Regions from separate parts of the Anas platyrhynchos genome. Here region 1 is linked to region 2. A link is a contact called in public Hi-C data. All regions are on one chromosome and are shown on one strand. The core of a region is the stretch at or near the end of the contact, and the rest is flanking DNA. Distances in the headings are between cores, read along the strand shown. Region 1 overlaps MAF (MAF bZIP transcription factor). Region 2 holds the start of LOC140003533.

What was found. A called contact is a pair of places that touch in the nucleus more often than the background predicts.
Region 1: a contact with region 2 is called in a Hi-C map of skeletal muscle, with 2.5 times the contacts expected there. The contact joins the enhancer-like site here to the promoter of LOC140003533 in region 2. A contact is called at or near these places in 2 of 8 Hi-C or Micro-C datasets (skeletal muscle and subcutaneous adipose tissue).

Annotation. Positions count from the first base shown.
Region 1 is chr12:6,123,164-6,125,863 of IASCAAS_PekinDuck_T2T, reverse strand. It overlaps MAF (MAF bZIP transcription factor), which reads right to left. Exons shown (of 4, transcript XR_005268829.2): 4 at 2,077-2,445. It overlaps WWOX (WW domain containing oxidoreductase), which reads left to right. Exons shown (of 9, transcript XM_005018259.6): 9 at 1,135-2,329. The coding sequence ends at 1,323. Among named protein-coding and RNA genes, the nearest start is that of MAF, 180 kb to the right of the region's middle. Within about 2 kb of position 1,268, at least 3 of the 8 cell types and tissues checked have an H3K27ac peak or open chromatin away from gene starts, as enhancers often do.
Region 2 is chr12:5,945,510-5,948,209 of IASCAAS_PekinDuck_T2T, reverse strand. It overlaps LOC140003533, which reads left to right and starts at 1,423. Exons shown (of 3, transcript XM_072043996.1): 1 at 1,423-1,440; 2 at 1,572-2,334. The coding sequence starts at 1,423. MAF (MAF bZIP transcription factor) reads right to left here and starts at 1,586. Exons shown (of 4, transcript XR_005268829.2): 1 at 1-1,586.

The DNA.
Region 1 (2,700 bases), core at 19-2,518, 180 kb before region 2:
GGTTTTAAATTAGGGTTGTGTGCAGTGTCTTGCTACGTGCTCTCACCTATTATTTTTAATTATAGTTCACAAAGAAAAACAGCTTCTTGCCCTCTTTGCAGCTCTACTGGCACTGTGCTTTCAGTCCAGGCCTTGGAGTACCCCATCCCCTGGGGCGTACCCATCACTGCCTGAACCTTGTGCCCTCCAGCTCCAGGTTTCTGTCAGAGAAATTCAGAGAAATCCATTCTTCCTGTTTGAACATAAGTTCAGCTGGTATTTAAAAAAAAAAAAAAATGGAAGAAGAAAGAAAAAAAGAATCTCTGCTCCACAAAAGCCTCTAATCTACCTGCTCCATTTCTTAAAGCATTATAAGACACGAGAAATGGTTGTTACAGAACAAAAAAAAAAAAAAAAAAAATACTGGAAAGCCTCATGTATCTGCAAAATCAGCCTTCTCTGCCTGCAGCAGGTAAACATTCTTGCGAGGCAATGGTGACAACTGCAACAGTGAAACTGTTGATCAAAGATATACTGGCAGGTTTGGCACAAATCCCGATTGCACTTTGCATTATAGGTCTTAATTGGAGTGCCCAGGTTAATTTTGTACGAGAGGCTTAAAAAACCCAACCAAACAAAATGCATATATGCGTCAGTCTGCACTGCTTATCAAGGTTAGGAAGTGATGGTGCTCAAGGTGTATGGTGTTTTCTGAGTTAGAAGGGAAAAGCAGGATGTTTTTAGGTGCTGCCTTTAAACCTGGCTCACCTTTTCTGTTTTCAAGTGCTAGTGGGGAGACCCTCCTGGCACTGACTCAACATTTTCTTGAAAAGGGGCAAATGAACAGGACCAATTTCTAGACCATCTTTTCCTTTTCTTTTGCTCCAAGAGGAAATGAAAAGAAAAAAGCTCCTCATTAAGCTGTTTAGCAAATAAGTGGCCAGCAGGCAGGGAGGCAGCATCTTCAGCAGAGTTTTAGCTGCGATGCATTCACCAGTGCTCTCCTGAGACGCACAGCTCCGATGGACAGCAGCCAAAACGACAAAGATAAAAATCTATCCGTGTATTTATGCATATATTCACGTAGTTTTTATCTTTTTTTCTTTCTTTCTTTTTCTTTTTTTTTCTTTTCCTCTTTCTTTTTTTTAATTTCAGCAACAAGGAGCTGCCACAACCGTCTACTGCGCCACGGCCGCCGAGCTGGAGGGCCTGGGTGGGATGTACTTCAACAACTGCTGCCGCTGCCTGCCGTCGCCGGAGGCTCGGAACGATGCGACGGCCGCAGCCCTGTGGGAGCTGAGCGAGAGGCTGATCCAAGAGCGAATTGGCAGGCGGTCCCCGTGACGGCAGGGATCAAAACACACTGCGTGCGTGCACGCTCGGAAACTGCCAGCGCTGGAGCCTGTCCAATCTTATCATCTAGAGGGTTTCCATGTACCTCAGATACAGATTAACTAGTGTTAAATGAAATAATAGCAGTCACAACATAGTGAAAAATGTTAAGTACTAATGGGAAATGGGGAATACGACGGGTTAAAGGGACAATGCGGCTTCCTGGGGCTTAGTTAGTCGTGCTTTTCCTTCTTTTGATTGTAGCCAATTCAAAGTGTAACCTAAGCAGGCATCTTTTATGTTATTTCAGAAAAGCAATGCTGCAGATATTTTCTGTTGTTTTGATTAATGGGTAGGTATGTAGCCCAATATGGGATTTCCTCTTTATTTTGATAATTACTGTCTGTTAGGCTTTAGGTATCGATTGGGAGATGGTAGTCTTGTTGATTCCTTTTCCCTACAAGAATTTTATTGGGTGTGGCAAATAAAAAGATTATTAAGGAAAGAAATCTTTCCTGCCCTTGACTGCTGGCTACAAATACATCTGAGCTATCTAGAAAAAGAAAGTGCAAGTAGACATCTGAACAGAAATGGTGAAAATCACAGCTAATTAAATATTTGTTTTGTCTTAAAAGATTACAATAAAAGATATGTTGTAAACCATTCCCTAAATACCATAAAGTTAGCAAAGATGATGTCTCCTAAAGAACACACAGGGTGTAATCAGGGGTTTAAGTGGTATTTCCATCCATTTCTCAGTTCACAGTTTTAAGGAGTTTTTTTTTTTTTTTCTTGGAAAATTCACAGTTTCTCAGTTCTCCTGATACTGTATCCCAATCCAAATCTCTCTATTTTTCTTTCAATTTAAATTTAATAAAACAACATGCTTCCTTGAATATTGTCACCTGAAGAGAAAGTTTTTGTCTCATTTCTGCAAATGTCTTAGTTCATTTATTAATTTTTTTTAGAAAAGAAAACTTGAGGAAAAATAAAGAGCTTCTTGTTGATACCAAGAAAACGCTGTTCTTTTTTTTCTTGTTTCTTTCTGAGTTCATTTTTTTTTATTTTGTGCTTTGTAGCTGTCTTCATGCCGGAATGTTGTCCTAAGCCATCACCAGTCCAGCATCACATTTTCTGCAGACAGAATATAAATAAATAGAAGGAAACATTGTTAATAGAAGCTTATTTGACCCCCTTATTGTATGATTTACTGCTAACAGTCTGCCTTCCACAATTTGTCTTGTCTGGAGTCAGCTGCTGAATAGGTGTCCCAATTGAGGCATGCAGTCACCTGGCAGGAGGAACCACCACATCCTCCCATTGCAATCCCCACTACATTTACGTGAGGAATTAGGGTAGTGTGACGTTAATTAGGGAAGTATAACAGCT
Region 2 (2,700 bases), core at 174-2,673:
AGCGGTCGTCGAAGTGCAGGCCGCCTCCGCCGTGGTGCGGGTGGTGCAGCCCCCCGGCGCCCCCGCCGCCGCCGCCGCCGCCGCCGCCGCCGCCTCCGGAGCCGGCGGCCGACGACGACGAGGAGGAGGAGGAGGAGGAGGAGGAGGAAGGCGGCGCGCTGCCCGGCGCCGCGCCGTGGGGGTGCCCCCCGGCGCCGTGGTGCGGGTGGTGGTGGTGGTGGTGGTGGTAGTGGGGCGCGCCGCCCTGCGCCGCCGCCGCGGCGATCACCGCCGACACCACGGCGGCCGCCGAGCCCATCTCCTCGGCCGGCCCCGAGCCCCCGGAGCCGGCGGCCGCGGCCAGCTGCTGCCCTCTAGCATAGCCATCGAAGGCGCCGGGCAGCGGGTGGTGGCTGCTGTTGATGAGCGCCTCCACCGCGTCCTCCGGGCTGAAGCCCAGCGCCTCGGGGTTGAGCTGCTGCGGGTAGCCCGTCATCCAGTAGTAGTCTTCCAGGTGGCCCTTCTGGTCGCTGCCGGAGCCGGGGCTGGGCGCCGAGAAGCTGGGGGACGGGGGCACCGAGCTGCAGGGCGTGCTCATCGGGGTGGAGGAGAGCGAGCCCCCGGCGATCAAGCGGCCGCACTGGCTGATAATGCGGTCGGTCTCCACCGGCTCCTTTTTCACTTCAAACTTCATCAGATCGAAGTCATTAACATATTCCATGGCCAGGGGACTGGTGGGCAGGTCGGAGCCGCTCATTGCCAGTTCTGATGCCATCCTTTTGCTGCTGACAGTCCTCCAGAAAGGGTGCGCTCCGGGAGCGAGGGGACTGCTCTGAGTTGCCGCCGGGTGAGCCAGCTTGCTGCCGGGCGAGCTCCGCTCCGCACCGCTCCGCACCGCTCCGCACCCCTCCGCACCGCTCCTCCTGCCGCTGCCTCTCGCCGCAGCCTCGGCTCCGGCTCCGCTCCGCTCCGCCCCGGCCGCTCTCGCTCCGGCTCCGCGTTATCCCTTGCAGAGTCTCCGCTGCTGCTGATGCATCAGAGCGAGGGGCTCTCGCTATTCGCCTTTTGCATAAAGGTTTTTTTTTTTTTTTCCTCCTCTCTCTCTCTCTCCTCTCTCTCTTTTTGCAGCTTGCAAACTGCAGCTGGAAGTGTTAGCTGGTGTTGTTGCGAGTAAATCTCTTTTCTTTTTTTTTTTTTTTTTAGGTTCAGTTTGGTTATTTTTAACACTTCATGGTGCCTTTCCTCTGGGCTTTCTCATGCAAAGTGCAAAGCGAGGAGAGAGGTTCATCGGGGAAAGGAGGAGGGAGAAGAGACCGAAGACAAAAAAAAAATCAAAGTCGATATCGCAACCAAAATAATAACAATCATAAAAAAAAAAAAAAAGGAGAGAGAGAGAAAAAAAAAAAAAAAAACACAACTCAACCCCAAAGCTACGGCAAGAAGATGAAAAATATTTTAAAGGTTTCATCCAGCAGGAGAGTTTAAAAGCATTGCAGAGTTTTATAGCGCTCCTGACGTCAGCCTCCGAATGGCAAATTGGCTGGGCGGGCGGCCCAATGGGCTGCCTGCAGCCGCCGGCATTAGCATAATAGTATAGAAACAAGGAAACTTTTCGGGGCTGTCAATCAGGGCGCAATCAGCTGACTGTCAGCTGGGAGCGCCGTAACCCCTTCCTGCCCGCCCCGTTCACCGGGGACCGGGCACCGGGCTGGGGCCGCTCCTCCCGCCGGGACGCGCCGTCGGGTGCCCGCCCGGCTCCGCTCCGCTCCGCTCCGCGCTGCCTTGCTTTGTCCTGCTTTGTCCTGCTCTGTCCTGCTTTGTCCTGTTCTGTCCTGCTCTGCCCCGGGGTGCGGAGCCCTCGGGTGCTCCTGGCCGGCCGGGCACCCGAGGGCACCGGGGGACTTGGCCCGGGGGCGTGCGGGGACGGCCCGAGGGAGGGGGCTGCTCCGGGGGGCTCCGCGGGGCTCGGCGGTGCTGCCGGGCTCAGCCGGGCTCCAGCCGCTACCTGGTGCCGGTACCGAGACCCCCGGGCCGCCCCCCCGCGGCGGCTCCCCCCTGGGTCTGCCGCTTGCTGCCGGCAGCGATCGTTCCCCGGCCGTCCCCAGCAGAGAGGTCCGAAAGCCCTGCAAGTTTGCAAGCCCCGCTCCCGCCGGCGCTCGGCCGGCCTGGCCGGGCTAATTAACGGAATACATCGCGAAACTAATTGTCTTCTTTTTAGCCTCCCCTCCCGGTGCCCCCCGGCCGGGGCTGGAGGGGGGGGAGCCGTGCGAGCGCGGAGCGGGCTGCACCCGGCGGTGCCGAGCGGCGGCGGAGCGGCTCCGTTCAAACCTCGACAGCGCCATCTCTCGTCGAAAGGTCAGTGCCGAGGCCGTCCCCGGCCGGCGCCGAGCCGCGGGAGCAGAGCCGAGCCGTGCCGGGCCGTGCCGAGCTGTGCCGTGCCGTGCCGTGCCGTCGGGGCTCCGCCGTCGGGGCTGGCCCGGCCCGGCCCGGCTCAGGTCGGCTCGGTTGGGGTCCCTTCTTGGCCCCCCTTGGGCCGGGGAAGCCCGCAGCCTGCCGAGCTGCCAGGCTCGCTTTGTCGAGCGGGCTTTATGGGAATATCGATAGAATTAAAGTTACTTGTAATTCCGTGATAAATGAGATGTCTCTAGTAAGTAAGATTAAGTGCGGTGCTATAAAGTTGTTTATCTGAAAAGTAATTCTCAGAAACCTGACTTCTGACAC